4 separate regions of the Mus musculus genome follow, and all the other regions are linked to region 1. Evidence: chromatin contacts called from public Hi-C and HiChIP or PLAC-seq data. All regions are on one chromosome and are shown on one strand. The core of a region is the stretch at or near the end of the contact, and the rest is flanking DNA. Distances in the headings are between cores, read along the strand shown.

Region 1 (3,629 bases), core at 774-3,273:
ATTATACCAAAATATTCACAGTGATGCAAAAAGTAAATGCCTGTTCATTTTTTTTTGTTTTGTTTTGTTTTTGTTTTTTGAGACAGGGTTTCTCTGTGTAGCCCTAACTGTCCTGGAACTCACTCTGTAGACCAGGCCAGCCCTGAACTCCCAGAGATCTGCTTAATTCTGCTTCCTGGGTGCTGGAATTGAAGGTGTGCACCACCACCACCCAGCTTCCCAGTAATAATTTATTTTTTTTTTAAAATCTGATTTTCGTATTTTCTTTTTTTTTTTAAAGACTTATTTATTTATTATATGTAAGTACACTGTAGCTGTCTTCAGACACTCCAGAAGAGGGCGGCAGATCTCGGTACAGATGGGTGTAAGCCACCATGTGGTTGCTGGGATTTGAACTCAGGACCTTCGGAAGAACAGTCAGTGCTCTTAACTGCTGAGCCATCTCTCCAGCCCCTGATTTTCGTATTTTCATTTGACCCAAACCATATATAGCTCTATTAATTTCCCTATTACCCTTCTCATTCACCACATGGTACATCAGGAAGACTTGAAGCTGTGTTAGAAATCCTGTCAGGCTCAGCCTGTGAGGAGGGTGGTGGAGAACATTGTCTTCTAGCTCTCTCAGCAGCTTTGGAGTCTTCAGCAGGTCCTTTCTCTGACTCATTTCCTCATGGGTAACACAAAAACACTACTTCAGTGCCAACTTGCTGTAAGGGGGTGGGAGTGGGGCGAGAATGCTGGTCATGGGGCTATCGGTTTTATTTCACTGATGGTTTTGATCATAAGGGTTTATGAAACTACACTCCTGTCTAGGGTCGGTCTGAATATCTTATATTATTTTTGGCTTTTCTGTGAACTCTATAGAGAACATGATGGAAAAACACTCCCGGTACAACAGTCTGAGCGGCAGCATCCATAAAAGGCAGCATGCTGGCTTCCCAGGGTGAATGATTTCATAACCAACCTGTGAGCTGAGAGTCCACTCCACATCTGAAAGCACATTGGCACAGAAGGGAGAGAATTCCTTTTTTTTTCTCCTTCCTTTCACATTTCATCTCTTAGATCCCTTTTCAGGACTTGTGGCTGGAAATCCTTTCCCCCTTCACAGGAAGATGACTGTTCCCAAGAGAAGCCTTCACAGTCAAGAGTCACACCCAGCAATGCAGAAATCCCACATCAGATAATCTGCAGGGCATTAGCCAAATGCCTGCTGTGGCTGACGTGTGCTAAACGTGGAGTCTCACAGAAATGGACAGAGAGTCAAAGAGCAAGCTGTTTATTTGAGAGTCTCAGGAAGTCTGCAAGTGAACAGAAGGACCCGTCAAGGAACTAAAGGTAGTGGCAGGCCAGCTGCTATGGGTAAAGGGCACTCAGCGCCAATAGGGAGGGGCTAAGGATATGCCTAGCGTGCTTGAGCCCCTGGGTCCAACTCCAGCCCTTCATAAACTGTGAGCGTAATCCTAATGTAATCCGAGGTAGATGCAGGAGAACCGGAAGTTCAAAGTCATTCTGAGCTACGTAAGGGTTTGAGGCTAGCCGGAGAATTATGGCACCCTGCCTCAAAGCACAAAAATTAAAAAAAAAAAAAAAATCAACTCACTCCCACTAGAGAACTCTGAGCGTTAGCAAAACCAAGGCCAGGGAATGGAATGGGTGAGTATTCGTCTGCCACGGGGTTTAGGAGCGGGGCACAGAAGGCACTTGTGTAGAAAGACATTAAGCACGAAGCCTCCATGGCTACCTCTAGCTGGAGGGAGCCCGCAAAGACACCCATCCATCCATTTGTTTCATAAACTATTGGAGTGGGCAAGGAGTACATGAGAATGGTAAAATCTTGTTCTAATAGGGGTGACAAGTCTAAAGGCCTGGGCGCAAACCCGAGGTACGCTGAGGTGCACATGCGCAGTGACCAGGTCTGTGGTGCCAGGCTTTGACGACTCACCAATTGACACATGTGACTGCTGGGAGTGGACAGGAAACTCCCACCTTCTGAAGCTGGCTGCCTGAACTATTTAGCTGTTCCCCAGAGAGAAAACCCTTGTGCAGGGTTAAACTTTAAGCTGGGGGCGGGGACTTCCACCTGCTCCTCTGAGAGGAAAGACTCACTGAAAATGAGCAGAGGGAGCCTGGTGGGAGGGTCAGAGGGCAAAACAGACTCGGGACAGGAAGCATCCCAGGCTCCCCTAGAAGTGTGTTCTCTGTCATGAGCAGTGTGACTCAGGCCAGTGCAAGGGATGCCAAGACTGGCCTTCGCCCAACAGCCTGAAGGGAGGGGCAGCTAAGATCCATCTGGCAATGGGTGATCTGGTCTTGAGAACAGTCAAGGCTGAGCTGTGGAGAACAGAATGTTAGGGTGTTTGCTGCTGGGTGCTTGGGCAGGTGTTGTGGGACAGACTTTTCTTGGGGTGGTGCAGCACACGTGCGAGCACACACACACACACACACACACACACACACACACTGGGTCAACTCACGCCAGGGCAGGGGAGTTGGTTACAGGGAGCAGGGGTGACTCCAAAGCAGCTGCATCAGCAGAAAGCCTAACTCTGGTGAAAACACTGGAAAACTGCATCCCTAGAGCCATGATTGTTTCTTGCAGGCAGAGCACCCTAGTCCAAACTTCTCTCTCTGCACTTTGGCTAGACAGTTTCAGCTTCCTGCAACTGTTTCCTTTCATGTTTTACTGATGGGAAGGGGCCCTCATGATTTCCCCCTTCTCTTTCTCCCCTGCTCATGACTCTGCTTACTTTCTGAGACTGCCTCCTCCTTCCTGGAGAGAATATCGAAATTCAGAGGGCCTGCATCTCAGCAACAGGTGGAGATGACTTTTATATAAATGGGTTTGGGAGGGGGAGTGTGGGGGGAGGAACGACTGGTCCTGGCTTTAGAGTGTTCTCTGGACTTTAGGGTGTTCTCCATATCCCTCAAACCTTTCCTTGGTCTTACTGCTGCCTTTTTATAATTCTTTTACAGTTTCTGTCCGCAGAACGTTCTTGTCTATAACACAGTGCCTGGTCCATCATTTGGATCAGGAGCTCAAGACCAAGTTTTCAAATAAAAAGGAATTTATTTGCCCCAGAGGGAAAGAGGGCAGGGAATCAGAGACAAAGACAACAGGAGATAGAGGACAGGAGAGAAGGGGCAGGGAACAAGGGAGTGGGGGAAGGAATATCTGTCCTGGGGGAGGGAGGGTCAAAGGACTGCCTCTGGATAGAGAGGAGACAGACATGGCCTATGGGAAAATGGCAGTTTATAAAGGTAAAAGGGGAAAGCCCATGTTAGGATGAGGTGTTTAATTTTAATTGGGTAAGTTAATTCGTAAACCGAACGGGTCTTCTGATTACTAGACTTCAATACTTTGATGGCTGGACCTTGGTGGTCAGCCTCAGGAGGAGGAAATGGCCCAATAAGGGAATAGCCCTTGGGTGCTAGCTTTAGGAATGGAATCTAATGGTTTTTAACAAGGCAGGGGGAATGGAAGAGAAGGGCTAGGCCTGCCAGAGCCATGTTTGATGCTTGGGCTGGCTGGAGTCCCTTCAGTTCTCTTTGAGATGTCCTGGGATGTTAGGAAGGTTGTGATAAAAACATTGTGACTAATGTCCCCTCTCTGGTTTCAGATAAGCTCATCC
Region 2 (3,629 bases), core at 690-3,189, 93 kb after region 1:
AGCTTTGTAAGGTTGGGGAATGTAAAGTGTCTACAGGAAGGTTCTGTTTATATTTAAACGACGAGGGATCCTCTCCATTTACCCTGGAAAACGAACCTATCTGGTAAGTGTAGAATGATTGAAGTTCAAGTCAGTCTGTCTGTCTGTCTATCTATCTGTGTGGTTGTACATGTGTGTCCTGGAGTACCTGTATATATGTGTGGAGACCAGAGCACAGCCTTTGGATGCTTTTCTTAGGCTCCATCTATGTTATGGTTTGTTTTATGAGAGTGTCTCACACCAGCCTGGAATTTGCAGAGTACCTAAGGCTAGCTGGCAACTCTCAGGAATATGTCTGTCTCTAACTGCCAGCTCTGGAACTACAAGTGCATGCCATTGTATGTGTATTCGTGTGTGTGTGTATGTGTGTGCGTGCACACACGTGCACGCGTGCGTGCATGTGCGTACGAGTGCGGGTGTGCGAGTGTGTTCTGGGTATGACACTGCTTCCGGGTTCCTCTGCTTCCATCTAAGACCTTTCCCTAGTCTTCCCATTTAAATGTTGACTGCCAGTTCTAGCACAATTGATGTGGAAGATTGAGTTGGGATCTCATTCTTGAGTATAGATTTTTCCTCGGGATTTTTGCTTTACAGAGTAATTGGACGTATTAGCTCAGTGCATTGGGAGTTTGTCCTGATTGCTTGTTCTTGCTGGACAAGCGGCAGCCCTGGAGATGCTCACATCCAGGCTGCTGTAGCTGATGTGAGGGTGGCACATAGGTTGTCTGGCAGGAGGCCAGTCCATCTAAACCTTCCACTGCAGGGAAAGCTCGTAAGCTGAAGCAGACATTGCCAGTTCCACTTTCTTCCTCTGAGAAAGTCCCATTCTGCTCAAGGCCAGCACTGTCAAGTTTGACTTCCTTTCTGTAGTTGTGGGAGAAGTAAACACCTCTTGTGTTGCTGTGTGTGATATATTGTGTTTCTGCTGATCATAGCTGAGGGAAAGAGAGGCTGGTCAGTTAGAACCGGATTGCTGCTGCATACCGGGAGTAAGGGCACAAAGGAAGAAAAAAAAAACGACTAGTCTTCAATTTTTCTTGGTGTGTGTGTGTGTGTGTGTGTGTGCACGCTCGCGTGAACACGTGCGTGTGTGTACCTGTGTGTACATGTACTTCTGCTGCACACATGGAGGCTAGAGGAAATCTTTGGTGCCATTCTCAGGAACACTGTACACTTCATTTGAGACAGGTTCTCTCCTTGGCCCAGAGCTCACTGCTAAGGCCAGACTGGCCAGCGAGCCTGTCTCTAACCCCTCAGTGCTAATTACAAGTGCACCTGCCATTTTTATGTGGTTCTTAGGGATTGAACTCAGGTCCTACTTGAAGGGCCTTTGTTGACTGAGCCGTCTCTCCAGACCCTTGAGTTTCTTTCATTATGTATATCATTTATTATCATGTTATTTATATCCCATTATCATACTGGGATAATGCAACTCTTTATTTTGCTCATTGTAAATTTAATATTTTAGTTTTTGTCCCTACTACCTTAAAATTGAAGTTTTTTTCATGGTTAAACTAGTATAGAATTTAGCCTTTCATAGCATCAAGATTTTTCTGAGTACTTAACTTCCTTCAGACTTGGTCCTTTCTAGTTCTTACAAAAACCATTGACTGTGAAGGTCTTTTGACTTGTATGCTAATTAACAGCCATTTGACATTGGATACTGTTCGAAGAGCACAGAATAGATGACACCCTTCTCTTTTGTGTCTGTATATATCTTTGGGATGGGGTGCATTGAACTAGGGGGCAGGCAGAAGGTGTAAATGCAAAATGGTGGTGTGTTAAAGAGCTTGAGGCATTTGGGAAGAGTAAAAGCTGGGCTTTGTTGTAATTGTTCTTCAGTAATACCCTCTGCCTGCCTTGCTGCATCTGGTGGGAGGAGCCTCGTGGCTTTCCGGTGTTGGGGCACCCACCAACGCCTCAGCACTGCCTGCAAGGTTCCAGCGCTCGCTGCAGGACCTTGGCTGTGGATAGTTTGTTTTCCGTGTTCCTTCAGTGCCTTTCCTCATGATGCTCAGTGGATTCAACTCTCTGTTTAGATCACTGCAGTGAGTTGGGCTGATGTTTTCGAGGCGCAGTTGGCTCTCAGTCTGAGTTTCCCCCTGCATCTTAGCTGTGGGTACTCTGCTGTGTAGTTGCAACTGCTTGGCCATGCAGCCTTCATTCAGCAGAGAAAGAGGGGGCAGGACCTGTCTGCTGCAGAGGAGGAAAGGGCGGGACCTGCTTACTACAGAGGAGGAGGGGGCGGGACCTGTTTACTACAGAGGAGGAGGGGCTGGACCTATCAACTACAGAGGAGGAGGGATATGACCTGTCTGCAGAGGAGGAGGGGGCGGGATCTATCAACTGTAGAGGAAGACGGGGAGGGGCTTATTTATTTCAGAAAAAGATGAGGCAGGAACTGTCTGCAGTGGAGGAGGGGCGGGTCCTAACAAACTGCAGAGGAAGAAGGGAGGGGTGGGACTTGTCTGTTGGAGAAGAGGTGGGGATGGGACCTGTCTGCTGCAGAGGAAGAAGGGCAGAACCTGCCTGCTGCAGAGTGGGGAGAGGGCGGGGCCTGTCTACTGCAGAGGAAGACCTGCTCCAAGGCTTCATCAGTATGCACCATTTTACTTAACAGTGAGATTTATTTATTTTAGCACTCATTAAACTATAACAGGCAGAAAACACTGATTGTGGAAATTGAGAGCCTTATGTCCACTGTACAGAGAAAACGATTGGTATAAATATCTCAAGACAAAATATTTCAGGGTATCATCCATATATATAGATCACAGATATGCTCATTAAAAAAAGCATTGATGTTAGTAGGGTCTCAATTGTGTCTTTCTCTGCCCCACCAGATTCATATACCTGTTCTGTGCCTTTGCCACCAGAGCCAGCTCTATCGTGTTGCCCAGGCAAGGTGTAGGGCTCCCTCTCCAGAGTTCTGCAGCTAGAAAGGAGCAGGGCCACCTCTCTGGCTCTTGACCTTGGAGGATGTTCACCCGCCTGCTGCAGGCATTGAGGGGTGAGGTGGGGGGAGAGCTTCTCTTCCCTGCCCCTACCACCCTACAGCAGATGAGAGGCGGGGTCAGCTTCCCACTCTCACACCCTCTGGTCAGCCCACCCACTCCCCTGCAGTCAGGGTCAGCTCTACTGTGTTACCCAGGCAAGGGGTGGGGCCATATCAGCACAGTGCCTCAGGCAGCCATCCAGACCAAGGATATCTGCATGGGCTTTGATCTCAACTGCCATAAGACCTTGGACCTAGATTTACACCCCCCCCCCCCCCGACCCCCACCCCTGCAGCAGCATGGCCCTCAGATATCCCACATAGTCTCTGGTGGCAGCCCAGCCCAGATATCTGCTTGGCTTTTGGTGGTAACTCGGGCCACAGACATTGACACAGATGCCAGCTGCAACAGGACGGCCGACCCATACTTGGGCCTTGGTGGCAGGTACCTGGATGCCTTTCTTCCAGCCACTTCAGGGGCCAGTGGAACCAGGGCTGGCATTTGGGGCCACATCTCATTCTTAATAGTGTTTCATCTTATGTATGCAACATTTTGTGTTTATGTATTCATTTACTCATTCATTCATTCATGTTT
Region 3 (3,629 bases), core at 383-2,882, 91 kb before region 1:
CTACAACTCATGTCAGCACCCCCAAGCACATGGTGTAGTGGTGGAGCATCAAAGACAGCAAGGTGTGTGCCGGCCACCCAAGCATAAGGCACAGAGCTGGGGCAAGGAACCGTCCAGGCCAGCCCAGCTCTGAGGGAAAATGGCAGCTGTGAGGTGGTTAGAGGGAGGGTCTACAGGTGGGTTCTGCCAAGCTTTTGGGAGGTTCCAAATCTGCCCTGGGCACCTTGCACTAAGAAATGCAAGTTCTCAACTAAGAATGCTACATACGGGGAAGACTCAAGTCTTAATGAGAAGACACCCCAGGCTCCTCATCTGTTGACTGTAGCAGCACAATCAGTACTTCCTGTCAGAAACCTTCTCACAGAACACACTGGGTCCCAGTCAAGAGGTATCCATGTGGCTGACCTGTGTAGCATATGAAAAAACATAACTTCATATAAAACAATTATGATGTAACTTGGCAATGCCAAAGCATGTCTAGAGAAGGTTTCAAGGCAATCACCTCTCACCCACACAGGAACTGCTGCAGTGGTCTCCAGTGGCTCTATAGCACATTATTCTGGAAGGCTCCCACGGCACCCAGTGGTTTGTTAGCACAGCTAACGTCAGTACCTTTTGTAGAATGAAAGTTTAGCACTTCTGGGAAAAGAAGCAAGGTTCTCAAACTACCTCAAGTTCACGCTGTGGCAGCTGTGGTGGCTGACAGCTGGAGTCCAGCTCTCAGGAGGCAGAGACAGGAAGACCAGGGTAAGTTCAAAGCCAACCTGGTCAACACAGCTCCAAAGCAGCCAGTAAGGCCCCGTCTCAAAACAGGACAGACAAGATGACAGGAGCCAGTTTAAATCGCTCACACTATAGACACAGAAGCAGCTAAGCTTAGGCACCATTTAAAGGCTGGCAAATAATGTGTAGCCAATGTAGAGATACTTAGAACTGGACAAGGGCTGGGCTACTTTAAAGAGAAAGTTAAACTCAGAGTAGCTAGACAGCGATGCTCTGGGCTGCCCAATCCTCCCTTCTGTGGGTTTCACTTCCCTTCTCAGCTGAGAACACTGCTACATATAAATTCTTCCAGCTACATGTAAATTCCCCAGTCCTTCCCATGGTTTACATGGATGTTCATGCAAGAAAAAAATTACTGCAAGTCTTCCCTGAGATAGAAAATGGACAAAGTGTAGGAAGTACCTACAGGATCCAGGAACAGATCTGCAGGGCAGGGCAGGGCAGAGCAGAGCAGAGCAGGGCCATGGAGAAGATGACAGGTGACCGAGGTGGCAGGGTGGCAGTTGCTCTCTTTCAGGCAGGACTTTTCTGGAGAGGAGTTCTCAATCCTATCACATGAGTGCTATGCATTTCAACTGGATAGGAACTACACAGGAACAACAAAAGGCTAGACAAAGTCGAGGAGCTTAGAAAGCAGCTAGGCTTTGAACCTTGCTTTGCCCAGTGTCAAATCTCCTGCCTGTAAGTGACACAAACTTCAAACATCAAAACAAGCAGTTAATTCAAGAATATCTGCCTTTCTTCAAGATATGCCATTGTTTCAAGAGCAGCCCGAGATGAGCAGGACTTCATAAACAAATCACTTGTGAAAGAGAAAACCACATCCAGGGTAAAGTCCCACGCTGAGTGTCTCATTTCAGAGCGTTTCCTGAAAACGGCAGAGCAGTGCTCAGAGCTCAGCAGACCAACCCCACTATCGGTACTACATCTCAACAACCCTCCAACAAGACACAGCACAGAGACACCACCTACCTAACACAGGCGACTCTGAGCACTCTCTCTCTGGGACTGGGCAGAGCGGCAAACGGTCACCTCTCAGACAGCCTTTGACAGACAGGAGGTAAGCTGCATTCAATTAATTTCATGGCAAACCATTATCAGAAGTAATGTTGTGTTTACTAAACTCAAAACTTCTGTTCCATCAGATGAAGACCTTGAAACAACTGGTTATTCTTTTCCCAGGATTCAGCGCTCATTTTCAATATTTTTTATTAATAGTTAAGTGTAGAGTTTTAAATGTTTTTATTTTATTTTTGAGATTCCAATATAATTACATCATTTCTTCCCTCTCCTCCCTCCAAACCCTCCCACGTGACCCTCCTTAACCGCTTACAAATTCATGGCCTCCTTCTCTTAATTGTTGTTACACACACACACACACACACACACACACACACCTAAATACATATAACCTGCTTTTCTGTGTAGTGTTACTCACACGTGTTTTCAGAGCTGACCGTTTAGTACTGGATAACCAGTTGGTGGGCTCTTCCTGAGGGAGGCCTATTGCTCCCACTTTTAGCACAGAAGCTGCTAGTAGTTCTTGGTGTAGGACTGAGGCCTCGCTCTCATTCCCCTGTCATTTAACACATTATGTTGATGACATAGTACATCATAACATAATTCAATGTCTTTGTCATATAGTTTCAATTACTGTTTCATGAAATTACTTGGCTTCAATTTAAAAAAAAATAAAAACAAAAAACACAAAACCTACAGATAGTCATGGTACTTAAGTTTTCAAAAGTTAACCTGAAAGACAATCGGTTTTCAACACTCGCTCAAAATCGTGCAGAACATAGTCCGGATGGTAATACAGAGACACAAGCATCGAGCATCGCACTGAGCACAGTGAAAACTGGGGCAGGTGGACTACAGAAAAGCAGCCAGGGAAGGACAGCCTGTAGATACAGGTGTTTTCATGACAACACCAGGGAGAATGGTGATAGAGGAAAGACCAGGACTTCATTATACCTCAGAGGCTTCTTTAAAGACCACAGTGTTTAAGCCTCTAAGTCTCCTTTGCTTAATACTAAAGATTTAACCTTACTATGCAGTAATTTTCTTATTTGCGTAGAAACTAGTATTCTAGTTATATACATTTTGGGGGTGCTATGTAGAGCAAACTAGTTTCAAACAGAGATTCCCCCTCCCTCTGCCTCAGAAGTGCTAGAGTTAAAAGCATGTTGCTACCATTCTCAGCCTTATTTGGAAATTTTAATACAGGTTTTTAGATATATAGGATTTTATTCCAAAATCACATTTAAGCCAATTATGTGGCAAACAACAATGGGACCAAAGGAGAAAGCACACAGTACCTGGTCCTGTCTACCCAACTGTTCAAACTAACTCTCATCAGCCAGCCACAGGCTGTTAATCCTCCCTATTGTTTCACTAAAGAAAGATTCAGAGCTGAATTAAACATCAGCACGCTGCAAAGTGACTTTCTTAAGGAAAATTCCTTATCCACCCTCCTATTTCAGAGAGATGCCCCCCAGGCTGCACTCTACATATGAAGTATCTTTACAGCCTCTACTGGCTAATGCACCCTGGGGAAGGGAATGTCACACTGAGAGCACCATATTTATAAGCACTATTAGAATTCTTTGCTTTAGCTGGGCGGTGGTGGCGCACGCCTTTAATCCCAGCATGCCTTTAATCCCAGCACGCCTTTAATCCCAGCACTCGGGAGGCAGGAGGATTTCTGAGCTCGAGGCCAGCCTGGTCTACAAAGTGAGTTCCAGAACAGCCAGGGCTACATAGAGAAACCCTGTCTCGAAAAACCAAAAAAAAAAAAAAAAAAAAAAAAAAAAAAATCCTTTGCTTTTTAAATATGCAGTTTTTGA
Region 4 (3,629 bases), core at 435-2,934, 74 kb before region 1:
CCCAAACAACCGCCCACCACTCAAACAAACCAAACACTAAATGACTTATTTTTTATATAACCATTTCAATTTTATCCAGGGCAAGTGGGATATAAACTAATCAATGTAATCTACCACATGAACGGGATAAAAGACATCAAACTGTGATGAGTCTCACTAACACGGAATAACAAGCAAAGAAGGCCATGAGTCTGGGACATCATGTGGGAGAATCTGGAGAGGGGAAAGAAGGGGGGAATTTGTATAATTACAATTTCAAAAATAAAATTTAAATAAAATACGGTATGTTAAGGAAAACACAAGCCCTCCCCCCCCCCCTTCGGCTCTACATTGCCTCTAGCACTAACACACACGCTAGCCCTGTTTACTCTTATTGCCTTGCTCCTGGCACTCACTCCTTCCTGTACCAGGGCCTTGGGCACCTCTCCCCACCTCTCCAGAACGGTCTGCTCACGACCAGGGCCCACTGCACACACCTCCCTCAGGGCTTCACTCTGCTGTGCTAGTTTCACAGTGCTCGTTTAACCCGTCTCCATCATCGGACAGACTCTATGATGGCAGAAGGTTTCTCTGTCTGTTCCTTATTCTATCCCCACAGTTCAAACAACACCTGGTATTCAGTACCGTTGATGGTAAATAAACGAATCACAGTCTAACTCTCAAAATAACCCTCAAGGTGAGCACTACACAGAAGAAGTAAGTGACTTTGCATAACAACAAGGGCCTGAGCTTGGGCACTCAGGACAGGGAAGATGTGACAAAGCTGGCAGGCAGTTAGCTTTGGGATGTGCACAGCACCAAAGTGAAGGGCCTGGAGGGTGGGGCAGGGGGGCACACAAGATAGCATCATCAAGTTCCTGAACCACTTTTGGCACACCCTGTTCAGTCCAATGGATCGCTCAGAGAAGCTTCTATTAGCAATAGAAAGTAATTAACACAGACCTACAACTAGCCAAGCTTCAGAGAGTAAAAGATTATAGACTATTCAGCCCAAAAATGTATACCCTCCACCCACCAAGGCTCAGAGATCACTGAGGAAGAGGGGGGCGGAAAGAGTGTGAAAGCAGAGGTGGTGACGGTGACTGGGAAAGCACACACACACACCCAACCCCCCCACTCCCCCCATCCCCGCTGTCTGCATGAACTCAGCAAGCCCCAAGGACCTGCTCTCAGGAGTATAGAGCACACAGTCCCACCCCTAACAGCAAAGCTGCTGACAACTGTGAGCTGTGGAGAGAAGAGCATTTTCTCTGGGAATACAGCCCCAAGTACACTGATCACACTCTAGGAGAAAACCATATATCCAAGAATATTTTGGCAGCACAAATTATCTTGAGGGTTTTGGTGTTTGTAAAAGGTCACAGAGCTAGGTGGGCAAAGAAAAGGTCTGGGAAAAGTTGAGAGGTGATTTTGACCAAAATGTATTGTACAAAACTCTCAAAGAACTAGCAACTTTTTTTATCCGGTTGGCTCCCAGCAAATGTGACAGATCAGCAAGGACTTTGTGAGAAGCCTGGCAAATGCACCTGGTAGAGTTACATTTGTACCAACAGTCTAGACGACTGAGGTGTCGGTGGGGTGGAAAGAGCCTTACTGGAGAAATGAAGAAGCAAGCATAATCAGAAGCTTACACCACGTGGCACTCCAGGAAGACTGAGTGAGCTCTGAGGTTGAGCATACAGAGAAGATGCACAAGAAGAATCTCACAGCAGCCTAGCAAGCAACCAACCAGCGGAATTACAAGTCAAACCCCGGCAATCTGATCCTACCACGACCACATCCTACATTTCACTGCCATGCAGCACCACAGTCCTGCTGTCGGTTACGAGAAAGACACATAGACGGTCACGAGAAGCACTAACAGGGGCTAGAGAGATGCCTCGGTGGTTAAGAGCACTGGCTGCTCCTCCAAAGGCCCGGGGTTCAATTCCCAGCACCCACATGGCAGTTCGCAGCTATCTATAACTCCAGTTCCAGGGGATCTGATGCCCTCACACATAGCATACAAGCAGGCAGAACACTAGTAGTGTCAAATAAAACATTAAATAAATAAATAAGCACTAACGAATCACAGCGGTGCCTTGTCCATAACAAGCACATGCAACTTCGAATGGAGACAGCAGAACAGTGTGGTGCACACTTACTACATGCTGAAATGATCAAAACTAAGACGTGTAACTGTGTGTTAATGTGAAACCACCCCCAAAGGCTACTGAAAGCCTGGTCTGAGAGCAGCATGGTGTGGTCAGTGCCTGGATGGCACTGGGACTAAACATCACTGGGTTAACTCAGAGGCAAATGGCCTGCTGTAGAACTGTGCTTCTCCAAGTGTCCTCCTCCATCTCTTCTCTCCCTCTTCCCCTTCCCTTCTTCTTCCCCTTCCCCTCCACCCTCTGTGGCAACCAACACAGCCTCTCTCTCCATTCTTCCACCCACCCATGAAGCAACCCTCTCCATCATACACCCTCACCACCACGGTACCCTGCCTCACACAGCCCTACAGGAGAGCATTTCTAAAGCCATGATCTGAAGCAAATCTTTCCTCTCTGAAATTGTTCTTCCCAGGCACCTGTCACTATGGTAGAAAGCTCAAACGCATTCTCATTCATATTCTCTCTCTCTCCCTCTCTCTCTCTCTCTCTCACACACACACACACACACACACACTCACACACACTTTCTCACATTCTCTCCTCTCTCTCACACACACACACACATGCACTCACACACACTTTCTCACATTCTCTCCTCTCTCTCACATACACACACATGCACTCACACACACTTTCTCACATTCTCTCCTCTCTCTCACATACACACACTTTCTCTCTCACATTCTCTCTCCTCTTTCTCTCTCTCTCTCTCTCTCTCCCTCTCTCTCTCTCACACACACACACACACTCACACACACTTTCTCACATTCCTCTCTCTCTCACACACACACATGCACTCACACACACACTTTCTCACATTCTCTCTCTCACATACACACACTTTCTCTCTCACATTCTCTCTCTCTCACATACACACACTTTCTCATATTCTCTCTCCTTTCTCTCTCTCTCTCTCTCTCTCTCTCTCTCTCTCTCACACACACACACACACACACTCACACACACACACACACACACACACACACACACACACACACAGGATTCAGGCCACAGCAATAATTACCATGGATATGCACAGACTTTATCTGTCATGAAGATGCTCTCCTGGCATTGCCTATATTACTGTGAAAACGGTACCTGTAAATGCCCAAAAGGAAAATGGGAATATTAAATGATGATCTACATGTAAGATAGAATATCATTTGACACTAAGAAATAAGTAGTATAAAAATACTACCTAATAGAAAGATGTTCCAAAAACAGTATTAGTGGCATATAGAATCATACAAAACTTTTTAAAAAAGTAGTACATAAGTAGGTGTTTTGTAAAGCATCTATCAAGGGCTGGAGAGATGGCTCAGCAGTTAGGAGCACTGGCTGTTCTTCCAGAGGTCACTCGTTCAAATTCCAGCAACCACATGATCGCTCACAACCATCTGTAATGAGATCTGACTCCCTCCTCTGGTGTCTGAAGACAGCTACAGGGTACTCACATATAATAATAAATAAGTAAGT

Evidence for each region. HiChIP or PLAC-seq counts read pairs in DNA pulled down with a chosen protein or histone mark. A called contact is a pair of places that touch in the nucleus more often than the background predicts.
Region 2: a CTCF HiChIP or PLAC-seq map of CD8 T cells shows a contact between it and region 1, with 6 read pairs. The contact joins two enhancer-like sites. A contact is called at or near these places in 1 of 15 datasets of contacts at CTCF or cohesin (CD8 T cells), 1 of 484 Hi-C or Micro-C datasets (cerebral cortex), 1 of 115 datasets of contacts at active chromatin or transcription factors (effector CD8 T cells) and 2 of 9 other capture datasets (adipose tissue and pancreatic islet).
Region 3: a Hi-C map of Th1 cells shows a contact between it and region 1, with 2.9 times the contacts expected there. The contact joins the promoter of Gpr18 here to the enhancer-like site in region 1. A contact is called at or near these places in 1 of 15 datasets of contacts at CTCF or cohesin (CD8 T cells), 4 of 484 Hi-C or Micro-C datasets (B cells, CD8 T cells and Th1 cells) and 2 of 115 datasets of contacts at active chromatin or transcription factors (CD8 T cells and effector CD8 T cells).
Region 4: a contact with region 1 is called in a CTCF HiChIP or PLAC-seq map of CD8 T cells, with 21 read pairs. The contact joins two enhancer-like sites. A contact is called at or near these places in 1 of 15 datasets of contacts at CTCF or cohesin (CD8 T cells), 1 of 484 Hi-C or Micro-C datasets (undifferentiated spermatogonia) and 1 of 115 datasets of contacts at active chromatin or transcription factors (CD8 T cells).

The regions. Positions count from the first base shown.
Region 1 is chr14:121,823,340-121,826,968 of GRCm38.p6, reverse strand. No RefSeq gene overlaps it. Among named protein-coding and RNA genes, the nearest start is that of Ubac2, 53 kb to the left of the region's middle. Within about 2 kb of position 2,023, at least 188 of the 459 cell types and tissues checked have an H3K27ac peak or open chromatin away from gene starts, as enhancers often do. A contact at or near this core is called in CD8 T cells and Th1 cells, where this site is marked.
Region 2 is chr14:121,730,686-121,734,314 of GRCm38.p6, reverse strand. It overlaps a transcript of Dock9 not described here. Among named protein-coding and RNA genes, the nearest start is that of Dock9, 34 kb to the right of the region's middle. Within about 2 kb of position 1,939, at least 116 of the 459 cell types and tissues checked have an H3K27ac peak or open chromatin away from gene starts, as enhancers often do. A contact at or near this core is called in CD8 T cells, where this site is marked.
Region 3 is chr14:121,913,891-121,917,519 of GRCm38.p6, reverse strand. It overlaps Gpr18 (G protein-coupled receptor 18), which reads left to right and starts at 1,632. Exons shown (of 2, transcript NM_182806.2): 1 at 1,632-1,843. All of the region lies in intron 4 of Ubac2 (ubiquitin associated domain containing 2), which reads right to left. Gm46485 (a long non-coding RNA gene) reads right to left here and starts at 3,546. Exons shown (of 2, transcript XR_001781471.2): 1 at 503-3,546; 2 at 1-405.
Region 4 is chr14:121,896,781-121,900,409 of GRCm38.p6, reverse strand. All of the region lies in intron 1 of Ubac2 (ubiquitin associated domain containing 2), which reads right to left. Among named protein-coding and RNA genes, the nearest start is that of Gm46485, 15 kb to the left of the region's middle. Within about 2 kb of position 1,684, at least 47 of the 459 cell types and tissues checked have an H3K27ac peak or open chromatin away from gene starts, as enhancers often do. A contact at or near this core is called in CD8 T cells, where this site is marked.